Linked DNA regions of Danio rerio: region 2 is linked to region 1. The links are chromatin contacts, called in public Hi-C maps. All regions are on one chromosome and are shown on one strand. The core of a region is the stretch at or near the end of the contact, and the rest is flanking DNA. Distances in the headings are between cores, read along the strand shown. Region 1 holds the start of inhbb (inhibin subunit beta B). Region 2 has its middle 8.1 kb from the start of slc15a2.

The links. A called contact is a pair of places that touch in the nucleus more often than the background predicts.
Region 2: a contact with region 1 is called in a Hi-C map of an unstated tissue, with 5 times the contacts expected there. The contact joins the enhancer-like site here to the promoter of inhbb in region 1. A contact is called at or near these places in 7 of 18 Hi-C or Micro-C datasets (caudal fin, embryo, fibroblasts and 2 more) and 1 of 4 datasets of contacts at active chromatin or transcription factors (embryo).

What each region holds. Positions count from the first base shown.
Region 1 is chr9:38,674,472-38,682,285 of GRCz12tu, reverse strand. inhbb (inhibin subunit beta B) reads right to left here and starts at 5,081. Exons shown (of 2, transcript NM_131068.2): 1 at 4,228-5,081. The coding sequence starts at 4,627.
Region 2 is chr9:39,018,953-39,026,766 of GRCz12tu, reverse strand. No RefSeq gene overlaps it. Among named protein-coding and RNA genes, the nearest start is that of slc15a2, 8.1 kb to the left of the region's middle. Within about 2 kb of position 3,371, at least 12 of the 62 cell types and tissues checked have an H3K27ac peak or open chromatin away from gene starts, as enhancers often do.

The sequences.
Region 1 (7,814 bases), core at 3,832-6,331:
CTGACAACACAATGCACTGTGAAAGGTATTAGACGACGCTGTGGCACAGCCTACCATTGAGCGTGTGCCCTTCAAACAAGATGCATGATGAGGTATTTACATTGCTTTGGCCACTAACTGTGTCTTGATTTGTGCCGTCCAAGTTTTTCCTTTTTAATTGTAAAGATTCTTTTGACCCGCTTAGATAATTAGAGAAATTCACTCTGTGCAGAAAGCTTCACATAAATCATGTTCTCTGTAATCCTGAATTGAATGCCAGAGCTGTTTAACATTGGCTCATTTTGAAATAGTAAAACGACCATGTTTGCCAACAGATTAGTTTGGTCTAATGTCAACAAGTTGCCACAATGGGTGGCTTCTTCATTTGACAGCCTGGCCTCACATACAGTAGCAGTGGCTTTCCTTGCTTTTCTGAATTGTTAAAAGCAATTATAGTCTTGAAAGCATGTATTCAGCCTTTAAGATGTAATAATAAACAAATTGTTGCAAATGTGCTTTGTAAAGAAGACATATTTTAATGAACAGAAATTAGTAGCCTAAAAATATATCGCCTTTTATTTACATGCATGCTAGCTGGTGAAGCTGATCCACCTGCGTAGCTTTTCGGGTTAAGCTGTTTGACCAAAAGAAATCTAGTTAAGCTAGTTGAGACACCTGGATGAGACCAGCATCTAAAAACACATGCTGATAACAAACAGTCATGTTTTTGTCAACAAGGCTGTCAAGACTAGTTTTGTAGGAACCCAACCCTTTATGTCCCACAGTGCAGAAACAGTCTGTGACACAGAATCAAGCCCTGAAGAAGTGTCGGGTGTGAACAAGTATGTCCTATGATGATAGGGAACATGTTCGCTGAACTGACTACTCCTTCGCTTCACCTTATTACCTTACTTTTTTATGCCCCCAGGATACAAATACACTTGTACGGCCATGTGCTCAAGTGGTTCAAAACCTGTCTCAACAGCTCCTGCTTAACGCGAATTGTCAACAGGTTAAGGCTTTGTCCAGTCTTCACTCTCCTGTGCAAATAGAGAGACAAGATGCTGTTGTGGCAGCATAACAAAACCCCATCTCTCTGCTCCATCAGAATTACTTCACAACCAACAAGTTTAAAATCGCTCTATATCCAAAACAAAACAACAACACAAATCCACACCACGTCCTAGGTATATTTTAACTGTCAAACAAGAGCAAGGGCAAGCAAACGTTTGAGTTCGTTTTGTTTCTGTTTCACTGAAGATTGCACTCATGCTTTAAATGCTTAATGCGAACTGCTTGTCGAAGATCAATAAGATCAAGACCATGGCATGCTGCCTGATTAGATTTTGACCGTCTGCCAATCAGATAGCGCTACAGCTCTAATTTCCTTGCTGGGATCAAATGTCAAAAAACAAAGATTTTCTAAAGAGATCAGTTTGGCTCTTTGACCTTATGGACACTGTGCCATGCTGAATAACGTCTAATAATGAAGTCTTAATACCCCACGTTGAACTGGACCTGAAGAGTTCAGCGAGTCCGAATGGTTACGGTGACAAATGAGAAGCGAGCATCTAGCGCTCCGCTCCTGTGGCTACGGGACACCAAATACTTCTGAAATGGCCCATAGGACAGTGTCAATAGAGCCCTGAAACTGGCAGCCATCCTCTCCTGTACCTTGGCAGCCCTCTTCTTATTGCTCTCCTAAAGCGTGGAGCGAGATCGGAGCCACCTTCTGGCTTGCAGTCATACCACATAACAGCAGGGTAGAGCATGCAACACGTGAGGCAACCCAATTGCCTGCAGCTGCAGTGATTTTACCATTGCATACCTCACACATTCCTCTTTTTGTACCTCTGAGCAGAATGGATCTAAGGTTGTCCTAATGCTATGCCCTGGCTGGCAGCCTTCACTTAAGGGGTTAGCGCCAGCTGGCCTTGAGGCAGATGGGGGTTCCGAGAGCCAGTTTCAAGATGCATTGCTGCTCGGTGGTTCAAAGGTGTCGTGAATAATAGGGGACACTGCAAAGAGGCCTGAGAGCTTTGATATTTGAAATGCATTTTCAGAGTAGGATATAAGAAGGCCATCCCCCCCACCCCTGCCTCTGTCACCCACAACGACTCAAATGTCTCATGCATTATTCTGAGTGATTTCTTTTGTTTTCTTTTGTTGTTTTTGTTCACAATGTTGACATATTGGGTTTAGCAAGAACGCACAGTACTCTCTCAATAATTGCCTTCTTTTGTTGCGCTGTCATGAGTGTGTTCAGATCCTTCTTATTGGAGCAAGAAGTTCGGATAATGTCCAAGCTAATTGTGCTGCACGGTGTGTGCGACAGGAAGATAAAGAAGCCAGTTTTACAAGCTTAAATGAGTGGTGTCAAACTGAGATATTGGAATGGTTATGATAAATGATTATAGTCTACATAAATTCTACTGTTATTCTTCTATTGATGTTAGTTTGCACATGCAAATTTTGTATTTGATCTAATAATGACATAAATTACATATATAATAAAGGTTAACTTTTTGACACTTAGCAGCAGAATGTAGCATACAAATTAGACCAAACCACAAATCTACAGCTGATAAACTGGCTCATAGAAAGAAATCCAATGCTTCATCACCTTGCCCTGGAACTAATGGGTAGTTGTGCTAGTTACAGGGTTTCCACCCTTGTTGACTAATGAATTTCCATGACTTGTTCAGGCATTCAGGGTTACTGCATAAGTATTTTTAAAATACTTACTACTTCAGTAAGAATGTATTGTAATAAATGTATGCTTCCTAAATAAAAGGTGTCTATTTTTATTACTTTTAACAAAAGTTTTTATGGCTATATTGTCTGTTAATAAGGCAAAAAGGCGTGAAACTGTTCTTGCCCTCTTATTAACAAATTATCTGTAATACTTTGATTGCCATGTTTTTGATGTTCTCTTGGCGTTCCCGTTCCTGGTCTAGTATTTTAATTGCCTCAACACCCACCTATCGCAGGTCATAATTTGACAGACTACTCATTATTTTCTGTCAGCATATCTATCTAATTGTATGTTTTGAGAGGGTCATGTATTCTAATTGCTCCGGTTACATCATAGAAGTTTTAGAAGATGAAGGATGCATGTCTCATTAACCCTCCAAAACTCACTGTAAAAAATCACAACACTTGTGTTGTAAAGCACTCCACTGTAATGTCATTTTAATTTGTTTACAGTAAGATTCTATACTGTAACGTCATGTAGCATAGCAACAACTTTTCCGTGGAAAAAGTGTACTTTTTTGGACTATTCCAAGCCAAGCTAAGTCAGCTGCCTTTGAGGTAGAATTGAAATGCATCATAATTAATATATCATAAAATATCATAGTTAATTGCTCTTTATGAGGGATAGATATACAGAGACCAACTGAATACTCTGTTTCTCTGGATTCACAAGATTTATTAGATCTGAGATCTGTATAAGATCTATGAACTTTTCCAAATTTCAAATAAAAATGTTGTCTTTTTAGAGCCTTATTTTCTGAAAATGATAATTGGTCAAAAAATTGTTTTGATTTAATAATATCTAATATCTAATAAAAATTAGCCCATTTGTGTGGTTTTGCTTTGAAGTGAATATACATGTCTGAATAATGCAATTGTGGCGTCCTTTTTGCTATTTTGAGCAACAAAAAAGTCTTTAAATGCTTATAATAGATTTGGAAGAAATTCTTCAGTCGTTTTCAGAATAAAACCAAAATGGCATTTTACTCAAACACAAAACAATATATTGTAAATACAGATAAATCAGTGAGTTATAATTACTTTTAGATGGTACCTCATACAAAGTCTATCACGTGTATATAGGTCCCATCTCTGTTAGGATGCTGTGTATGAAGGCATAGACGGGTTTTTGGAACAGACCCATGAGATGTCATGGCTTACTAAAGACCCACAACCAGGTCGCCATTTACTGACACCATTACTAATACTTTAAGGACAGATCATTTGACCTGTACTTTTAAATTGTATTATTTGCAAATGTGATAAATCCCGAAAACTTTAGTGGTTATTAGCCTCCACCCCTTAAAATATCCGCATGAATTCAAGATATTTAAATAATTAGATATGTTATAGATAAACGTTATATTATATAATTTGCAAGTGAATTAAACATTACAGATTGTCCCAAAATACGAGATGTGCTAAAATGTACGTTAATTATTATGTAACTAAAAAGGTATACACTCTGTCATGTAATAAGCTTTTCATACACACCTGATTCGGCAAAACTGATGATTTCCGACGTTTCTTCTTGCACCTCGTTGTGGGCAGCGTGTCCATCTAAGTTGGGGATCTCAACCCTGCCGTCCTCCCTAACTTTACCCGCGTGAAGTTTGCGCAGCGCCGTTACCATGGCGGCTTTGGGAATGGGATGAGTGATATTTGGTCTCTCTCTCATCTGCAGTCGGTTCAATATGTGCCTTTTAACCGCTTCCAGAAAGTCTGTGTCCATTCTCCCCGAATCTTCCTGATGCCCGAGTCCACAAGACACACACTGAGACTCCTGGGAGCCGGTCTCCGCTCCCAGACTACTACACTGAACCGAGAGCAGGCAAGCCATCAAACAGGTTACAGAGAGGATGGAAACGCTCATTTTCATAAATATCGTGTCCATACAACAAACAAATCAGTTCATGAACTCCTACAGTTAAAATAAACTATAAACAGGACTGAGTTGTACTTCCAGCAACCTCCTTTGACAGATGTCCGTTCATTATTAGGCTCGCGGTCATTTTTGTGAGACGTTCATAGAAAGAGTTCATAGTATCGTCCGGTAAACGCATTGATAATAGCGAAATCTTGTCGCGAAAATGTCAGTCCTCGAGTTAAAAAGCGCGAAAATGTCTCCTCATCATCAAGGTACAGGACTAACTGATGTGTGAAGAGTCAAAACAAACCGATTGCTATTCCTTTAAAATTCAGTGTGGTCAAAAACAAAATCTTGCTTGAAGAGAACGATTCACCGTTTGTCTGTCCACCGAATTCGAGTTGTTTCGTGCTCCTCTTCTTTTAGTAATGTAGTGTTGCGAGTTCTTGCGCGTTTCTTCAGCCTCAGGAGGGATGTTGTCCTTTGGTCTTTTCTCTCGTGTAATAATCACGACAATACAGCACCGCGCTGAAACTTTTTATACTTCAAACCACGTGGGACGCTCGACCAACTGGACGCCAGATATTATGAGCTCGAGCAGGTTAAAGAGCGCTCATGACCGCTGGATATCTCTGCGTGTGACACGTAACAGCATCGCACATCAACTTTTTTTTTCACTTGGAAAAGTAACGTTACAAGACTTTAGTGTTTGGCGTATAATGAGACAGAAATCCGCTTCTTTCGCACAACAGAACAATGCATTGAAGCACAATCTGTGTATCACTAGACTGACCTTTTAAGTCATTTTATGATGTGGTTATTACTATATGTTGTCATTATTTTAAGTTATAGTAATAAAAACGTATCGTTTGATGAAGATTATATTGTCACCCACATAGGAGTTACTGAAATATGTTTTCTAAATAATGCATAGCCTACGCGTTTTAAACTGCTGAAACATGTTTTAATACATTTTCTCAAGTGTGCATTTATTTTGTTTATCAATACAGCCGTTTATTTCTGTTTAATAGGGTTATGTATTGCTGATAGGAGAACTATAATGGTCATTTTTCTGTCGGTAATATAGCGCCATCTATTGTTTCATCGCTTTAACACAGTAAATAGAAAAGTTTTCTATACTGTACAAATAACTGCATATAAATATATTTACAGTTTGAATGCAAAAACCTTCTAAAATAAGCATTTTTCTCCGACTCCTGTGTGTAGGCTCAGTAATTGTACATAGTGCCAAATAAGTTTTCTTCATTACCTTAAAAGTGAAATAACTGACATAAAACATTAACTAAAATAAAAGAAAAAATTTTAGATGGCATTTAGAGGTTTTTACATTTGATTTCTTCATATACAGTTGAAGTCAGAATTATTAGCCCCCTGTATTATTAGCGCCCCTGTTTATTTTTTTCCTCAATTTCTGTTTAATGGAGGGAAGATTGTTTCAGCACATTCCTAAGCATAATAGTTTTAAAAACTTATTTCTAATAACAGATGTATTTTGTCTTTGTCATGATGACAGTAAATAATATTTTACTTGAAATTTTTCAAGACACTTCTATACAGCTTAAAGTGACATTTAAAAGCTTAACTAGGGTAATAAGGTGCACTAGGCAGGTTAGGGTAATTAGTCAAATTATTGTATGATGATGGTTTGTTCTGTAGACTATCCAAAAAAGAATTAGCTTAAAGGGGCTAATAATTTTGTCCCAAAAATGTTTTAAAAAAATTAATAACTACTTTTATTCTAGCCGAAATAAAACAAATAAGACTTTCTTCAGAAGAAAAAAATATTATCAGACATACTGTAAAAATGTCATTGCTCTGTTAAACATCATTTGGGAAATATTTAAAAAAGAAAATAAAAATCAAAAGGGGGCTAATAATTCTGACTTCAACTGTATATACAGTGTGTGTGTCTTTGTGTGTGTGTGTATATATAGACCATTTTGAGGGATGTAAAGAAAAACAATGGTCTCTATATATTTCCTGTTTTACATTTTTAATTTAATTGATATCCTCCACGAGAAAAAAAAGAGTCACATATCAATAAATAATGTTATGATAGCTGTTTTAACTTTAAATTATGGTTCCCTCTTGTTACAATTATATAGTTTAATAAAAAGCAGGAAATGCTTATGGGCCATCATTTTAAACTGTAGCCTATCAATTTTAATGTGATTTTGTATTCATTTTGAGTTTTTTTTTCTTATGTATTTTTATGGATTTTGAGTAGTTTATTTTTAAAATCTTTATACAAAATAATTATATATTTAAAAAAATATAAGTGGTATTTAAAAAAGTGTTATTTTATAATAACATAATTTATTTTTCATATAGAGCTTTTAAAAGTAGCATCTCAAGGAACTTTACAGACATAAAATGTGCAGCAGTAAAAGACACAAGGATGAATGCAAAAAAGTAATAATAAAAAATAAGTAAAAACACAAAAAAATAATAGTCATAGATTTTGTAATTATTAGAATGCTAAAATGTGTAAAATTGTGTTTAGGTATATTATCATGCTTACACTTTTTTATTTGAATCTTACCATATTATTTTATTAAATAATGTATTGTTTATAATAAATGCTTGAAATTTATTTGAAATGTGGGGCGTCATGGTAGAGCAGTGGATAGCACGATTTCCTCACAGCAAGAAGGTCTCTGGTCAGTTAGAGCCTCAGCTGGGTCAGTTGGCATTCCTGTGTAGAGTTTGCATGTTCTCCCTGTGTTCGTGTGGGTTTCCTCCGGGTGCTCCGGTTTCCCCCACAGTCCAAAGACATGCGCAAAGGTGAATTGAATAAGCTAAATTGGTCGTAGTGTATGAGTGTGAATGCAAGAGTGCATAGGTGTTTCCCAGTGTTGGGTTGCGGCTAGAAGGGCATCCGCTACGTAAAACATAAAACATGTGCTGGATAAGTTGGTGGTTCATTCCGCGGCACCAACCCCAGATTAATAAAGGGACTAAGTCGAAAAGGAAATGAATGAATAAATATTTGAAATGTGTGTGTGTGTGTGTGCCACATTTTCTATTAAATTATGAGGTTTAAATACTGCGTTTATCGTGACATTTTTAACACATTTTTTTTTTTGCTACATTAATTGTCATCATAACCACACTTTTTGATGTACCAAACACATTTCCTAAAGATTTAGAATAAAGAATTTTTATTCTATTTTTTAAAATACAAATCATTACA
Region 2 (7,814 bases), core at 2,122-4,621, 350 kb before region 1:
TAATTCTGAGTCACTGAGTCAATCCCTGGTATAGAGCATCAGATATACTGGGAAAATGATAAAGCAGCATTCACATTCTTTTATTAAAAAAAAAAAAAAAAAAAAGCTGCATATCCACACAGGATGTGTGTCATAATCAATGGGTCATGACGTATCTGTGCGTGTCTGTCCAAAGCTTTAGTTCTTGTTTATTTTAGGTGTGTTGTGATGTCTAAATAGCAAGAGAAAATTAATCAGTCGTATAATAATAGTCAAAAGTTAAAGTCTATAAGAAATCAGAATATATTATCAATGGACACCTTAAATAAAAAAGCATTTAGAGATTCACTTTACTTTTTTTAATTGTTGAGGCTGTTTTAAGAGACAATATTCAAAATTTAACTTTCCATGTACAAAAATAAATTTTTCACAAGTTATTACCCTCCTGTAATGCCAGACCCACTGATACCAAATGTAGACTATATCCGGTCAAAATCTAATACAGTAATAGAGTAGGTCTATTGCTTAGACTCCTTAATCGTCATCCTTAAATGATCAGTGAGAATGAATACAAACACAATACAGTTGAACTTTGTATCTATTGTCTCATGTTTACCTGGTCTTGTGGAACTGGTGGCGACACAAAAGTGTTTTTCATGTGATTTATCAAATCAGAAATGCTGCTGTAATCTGGAAAAAAACAACAAGAATGATTCATCATTTTACAAAAGTTTCCCCCATCTCAGCTGTCAAAAGGTCTGGTTTGATTTCTGCTTTCTCACAGATCTCATTTCTTCAATTAGACATCTTTTTTCCTTTCTTTATAGTCATTTGTCTATTGAATGCATGGATGGATGTTGGGTGAGAATACAATCTGGCAACAGTGTTGAAGTGCTTATTAATGTAAAGAAAATCAATGCAGTGACATTACAATGCTGTAAAACAGGTTTTTTCTAGACCTCAAAAACAAAACCCAAGTTGGTGTCACAACTAGCTACACCATTACTACACTTCCAAAATTCACATTCAAAATAACATAATATTAAACATTACACAAGTCATATAAATGGAAATACAGTGCTCAGCATATATAAGTACACCCCTCACTCTATCTTTTAAATTCATATTTTTAATAGGAAGCTATACAATATTACATTTGTGCATATACATAAGATTAGTCAGTACTGAAGCCAAATCTGGAGCTTATCTAGCAAAATAACTTACGAAAACAGCCCAAAAACTAGCACACCCACATTTATATGTTATAGAAAAATATTAAATACAAATTTAAAAAAGAGGAAAAATCAAGAAAGCAAAAAATAAAAATAAAATAGTTAAAATTTTGTAGGGTGCAATATTTTTTTGCAAAATATTGCTTGAATTTAATTGTATTGTCTTTCAATTTCTAAAGATGTTCTCTGACTAAAACATCATTTTAATAAAATGTTTAATAAATCTGTTTTGTTGAAATGGACCAAAATCCATTTACTATATTTACTGAGAAATGGATACAAATAATCATTTTCAAAATGGGGTGTACTCAATTATGCTGAGCACTGTACATGACCCTTATAAAACATTCAAGCTGATTTAAAACAACTTACTCTGGTGATGTGTGATGTGCTCTTCATTGCCCTTATGCACAAATATGCAGATAAATCGGGTCTCCAAACCCAACAATGCATAACAGGTTCGCCTACCGAAACACACTTATACACTTTTATTTTACACAACAAGTTTGTAATGTATTATTGTTTATTTCCTCTTAATTTACACATCAGCTTGATGTCTCACAAGTATGTCTATTTAAGTGTTCTGTCTTGTGTGGGTGATAAAGGGGTGGAGGGTGGTTAGAATAGAATGTTTACATGTATACTGAAATGATTCTTTAAATTATTTATTAGAGAAAATAATAAAGAATATATATATTTTAAAAAAAAGTTTGTAATGTAAAAGTTAATTCTGGTCATGTCCAATGTCCCCTATGTAAAAATAGACATTGCTAAATATTTTTTAAATAATTAGTTCATATGCAAAAATCGTTAAAAGCGGTCTGAAATTTCCTTCAAAAACAAGCTTTTTTCTCAACCTCCTATGTTTATGTCAGTTATTTCACTTTACAGGCAATAAAAATAACAATTTTTATCGACATAAAAGTGAAATGACTAAACCTACACACAAGAGCCTGAGAAAAATGTTCATCTTAGAAGAATGTTTTATATGGCATTTAGAGTTTTTTTTTGCATCTGATCTCCTTAAATATTACATATTAAATATAATAATTAAAAAAAAAAAAAAAAAAAAAAAACATAAACATTTATCACAATAAAAGAAAGTGCACCAGGACAGCCTGACATAGAAACAGTTTCTTCCCTCAGGCAATCCATCTCATAAAGTAATCATGAAACAACATCACTACATATACACTTATTTAACAACATTTACATGCCAATTTGCACATTGCACAAGCTGCACATATATTGTTGTGTATAATAATATACCTATACACTTTTCAATTTGTATATTTGCATTCACTGCTTCTATTTTTAAAATATATTTATTGTCTGTTTTTGTCCTGTTTCTTTAATTCTGCTGCACTGCAGAAGCTCTGTCACGAAAACAAATCGTTTGTATGTGTGAACATACTTCGTGATAAAGCTCTATCTGATCCTGAAATGTAAATAAATTCAAGGAACTCAAGGAACCTGAATAACAACGACAACAAAAATATATATTGTGGCTTATGTAGTATATATTGTTTAGTAGTCTATATTTAGGCTAGTGTTTCTTTGTTATGTACAGCTCTAAGCTAAAGTATTCTTTTAGATTGTGGCCACCCATGGTATAGGCCTATTTGTAATATTCCACCACTAGAGGACAGCCTGGTATTTGTTTTTAATCTGTGCAAAATTAAATTTAGCAAAGTACTGAAACAACTGAATCGACAGACCTAGAAATAGCAGAATGTGTATCACATCAGTTTAATTCATTTGTTTTATTTAGTTAACCACAATTACAAACCAGTTCAACAAGAGTCGAATCTTTGTCTGCTCAGATCAGAACCACAATGAATCAATGACATAAAGCGGTTAATCTGCAAAAAATAAAAAGAAATAAATCACAAGCAGAGGAACCAGAAGTGCCTCAACTGTTACGCGTTAAGAAGAGGATAAAGCCTGTAGTGTCTCCTGATCATAAAGCATAAATGAGCGCTCTCTTCTCCACATGCTCTTCAATCTAACCTCTATAGACAAGAGCCGCTGCGCTATACAATGTGAGTATTGTGATTTGTTTTAATTCAGATTTTAACAAAAGACTTGAGTTCTCAGGGCCGGGCAGATTTATTGGGCTTGTTCTGGCCGTTTGCCTCATGTTCACTCTGATCGGCTATTACCGTGACCTGCCGGGTCACTAAAGACCTCCGAATGACCACACTGGCCCGCAGCCCATCTCATGCTGTTTATTTGTCCACGAAATTACTGTATTTAACAATAGAAGGAGCTGCCAGATTCAACAGGAATCTGCTTGAAATTGTTACTTGCTGGTGGTTTTATCTTTCTAACCTCATGTGAAACCCTTATTGTTTCAAAGAAAAGCGACCAGATTCAGTTGAAGTGTTACAAAGAGTTTTGTTAAAGAACTCTTTATTATCTGAGAGACATTTAAGACTTTCAGCTGGGGATTTCCCAATAACAGAAGATAGCATTTGAAAATAGTATGTCTAAAAGTCTCATATGTATTAGATATACATATAGGTATGTAGGCGAATTAATACCCTGGAATGACATCAAAACAAGATGTATGGGGGGTCAGCCTTTAAATATTGCTCTGAATAATAACTTAATATTATTAATTAACAATGTATATTATTATAAATATACATTTGATACCCCCTATAACAGTGTAAACCATGTGAATGTATTATGACACCAATCAATAGGAAAAATATCATTCAACGGTCTGAAGCTGGCAGGTATAGAGCACCAATAGAAATTTTAAGTTTTTAAAAATACTTTTGTAATATGTTTCCGGTAAAATAAGTGTTTATATCTGCATGTAGCCTATAACAAGAAACATTAGACACATAACTTGTATAGTTTGACCTACAGCAACCTCTAAAATAGTCACCAAATATCCCTTAAAACACTAAAAACATTTTATTAACCAATTAGATGTCATTTAAAAACATTTATAAATTTGATTCAATAAAGCAAGTATTACTAAACTACCAACACATTTTTTTTTTTACAAATGTATGGGCAGTCTAAACAAAACATCTGAGCAGTGTCTTTAGGTTTGGTAATGTAGTATAAGCAGAATAATTGACTGTGGTTTGTTAAATTATTAGAGAATATTTTGTTATGGCTATTTCACCACCTCAGTGTGCAGTATTTTTCAATTTATTTAGTATGGAGTTTAAAATATGCCAAAACAATGAGAAATTGAATATTGTTAACTTTAGTTACCCAATTAGATCACCCCTGACATACTTTCTGCTCCATCTGAAGTTCACAATATGAATGTCTGATTTAGAATTTTAGAATATTGAATTTGATGTTTTGAATTTCTTTATCTTGAAAACTTGAAACTGCATTTTTACAAACAAAAAAAGTAAGAGAATATATCTATAAAAATATAGAATATTTAAAATAAATAATTGACTTCTGCTGTCTTCATTAGTTTCTAAAACACAGATTTCATCACAATTTAAAATGACATATTTGGATATCTTTTCTGCTGGAGATACTGTTGTCCTGAAAAACTTAAAATAAAACATACATATAGCTTAGGAATGATATCGCAGAAATTTTTGGTGGTTTTAAAACCTTGACTTTTCCAAACCTTGGTACACCTTGAAATCGTCCCATGCCTACATGTCTATTATACATTTTTAATTTAATCTTTATCTTCTGTTTCCTTTCACTTAGAAGTTCTCAGTTTCTCTGGATTGATGATTCATACTTATTTGATTCAGTAGAACACATTTTTGCATTTACTCTACAAACTACTGATAAAACTTCACCCAAATTTGAAATTATTTAAAAATTCTAAAATAATAATTAGTCAAAATAGAAAATAGAAAAAAAAAAATTGATGCCATATTTTCAGACATTCAATTTATATATATATATATATATATATATATATATATATATATATATATATATATATATATATATATATATCTGTGTGTGTGTGTGTGTGTGTGTGTGTGTGTGTGTGTGTGTGTGTGTGTGTGTGTGTGTGTGTATATAATATATATAGTCACAAAAAAATAAATACCGCATTTTTATTAGAAATTTGGAAGAAATGTTTCACACCTTTATAGAATAAAAAAAATTACCATTTTACTTAAACGCAGATCTAAATCTAGCACATTTAGAGAAATGTATTATTTTTACAGTCGAAATTGTTGAGTATTTAAACAAACCCACTGAAATTCTTAGTAAAAAGCCAAGTAAAAGCCTTGTTTGAGGTCCTCAATACTGTAAACATATTCCAGCTAGTAATAACCTTTGTCAAAGATGTCCTTTTTGATTTTAATACCATAAAATATACATACGGCACCAGGGATAGAAGCTTTTTTCCCCTCTGATCTCTGCATTCCTCAGATTTTTAGACTTCTTTTGGATCACGTTTAAATAAAAAGCCTCATTTCTTCTGACCCCCTCCCTTGTTTTTCAAAGATCTTCTACTCTTTACTGGCTCTGCACAAGAGAGTCTTTTGCCCCCCAGAGATCCTGTTCAAACAGCACGCTTAAAAAAAAAAGAAGAAGAGAAAAGTCAATGGTTTCCAAGATTTCAGCGCACTAATGAACATACTTCCCCTTGTCAGCCTGTGGATTAAGTCCAGGGTGAACCGTGAGGAAAGAGTTGGCTGACGAACGATGGATATCAGATGGACTAGGTTAATAGCCATCTGGAACTTTATAAGTGCGATACGATGATCGGAAAATGAGATGATCTCATTCAATAACTCACACTGAACAATGACACACACACACAAATATTAACACTAAAACGTGACCTCTGTAAGGAGATCACTGCAGTCTGCAAACTCGCCGGTTTCATACACACATCAAATGCATAAAGCGGAAGTTGCTTTAGAAAAAATATGAGTATTCGCTTAAGTAATACTTTGGTCATTTGCAAGTTGAACAAAAACTTTTATTTTAAACATTGTCATACAAATTGACAAAGGATTAACTTTTCAGTTTAGCCAAAAAAAGAAATAAATATATAGATAAAAATAAATAAATAAAATTTTAATCTTTATAAGAATTATAAAGATAAGTAGTCTCAAACTCATTTCATGGAGGGCAACAGTTCTGCAGATTCTAGCTTCAACCACCTCCAACTCACATCTGCTTAATAGTCTAACAGTTTTGAACACCTATAGTTGGATCAGCGGTGTCTAATTAGGGTTGGAGCAAAACTATGCAGAGCTGCGGCCCTCCAGGAATCCAGTTTGAGACTTATAATATAGATTCAAAGTAGGGATGCACCAATAACATATTTTTGGAACCAATCCGATCCCAATACCAACATTTTGAGTATCGATCAATACAGATCCAGTCCTGATACTGTGCCTTTTTTAAGCATAATGCAGTTTCTATAGTTGTTGGGATAAACTCAAATAATATATAAATATATATATTAGTATATATAGTTTAGATGCAAAAACCTCTAAAATCCAATTGACATTTTCTTCTAAAATTAGCATTTTTGTCCAACTCTTGTGTGTTGGCTCACTAATTTTACATTTATAGTGATGGATAAGTTCTTTTCATTGCCTTTCAAGTGAAATAACTGAACATCAATTTAAGAGGCTGAGAAAAGTTCTTTTTTTTCAGAGGGCATTTAGAGGTTTTTGTATCTGAACTCTTCATATCTTCTTTACTATAAATAACAGATATAGGCCTACAGATGGCACAATCTAACTAAAAACATGATGCTTGTTGTAAACTAGGCTACATTATTTGAACATGACATTGATCTGTGTTGGTCCAGCTTATGTTTCCTTATTTTTAATATTAAGATTTTTCTTTGAAATCTGTAGTAGTCCACCACTATTGACCCTAATCAAAACACAAACTGGTCTGTTGTTGAAATGATTTTATTTAGTTTATTCAATTCACCTATAGCGCATGACTTTGGACTGTGGAGAAAACCGGAGCACTCGGAGGAAACGCACACCAACATGGGGAGAACATGCAAACTCTACACAGAAATGCTAACTGAACCAGCCGGGACTGGAACCAGTGACCTTTTTGCTGTGAGATACCACTAAGCCACCATGTCACCCGTCCAATAAATTACTACACATAAATCCAGGCATCTGCACTAGTGCAACAGACAATAGTGTTTACAATCATTTGTGAACTACTTTTGAAAAAGTAGCATTCTTCATGCTGTTTGTTTTAGGAATGCTTTCCTTTTCCTGTCTCAGGGGAATATATGATACCTGTGAGAAGACTCCTTCATTTTTGTAGCTACATACCTTTTAAACACACCATTCATTCACTTTCCTTTAGCTTAATCCCTTTATTAATCAGGGGTCAACACAGCAGAATAAACCACAAACTTATCCAGCATATGTTTTACGCAGCGGATACCCTTTTAGCTACAGTGATCACTGGGAAACACCCATACAGTCTAGAGCTGTGTGATTAATCGAAATCGCGATGAAATTTCTGTCTGTGTGTGATGGTCTTACTAGCCAATTAAATGTGGATACATTTGTTCTGCCCAATCAGCATTACACAACCAGACTATGCAAAATGCCCACAATAAAAAAAATAAAAATAAAAGCAGTAAAGTGGGGACAAGTGGGA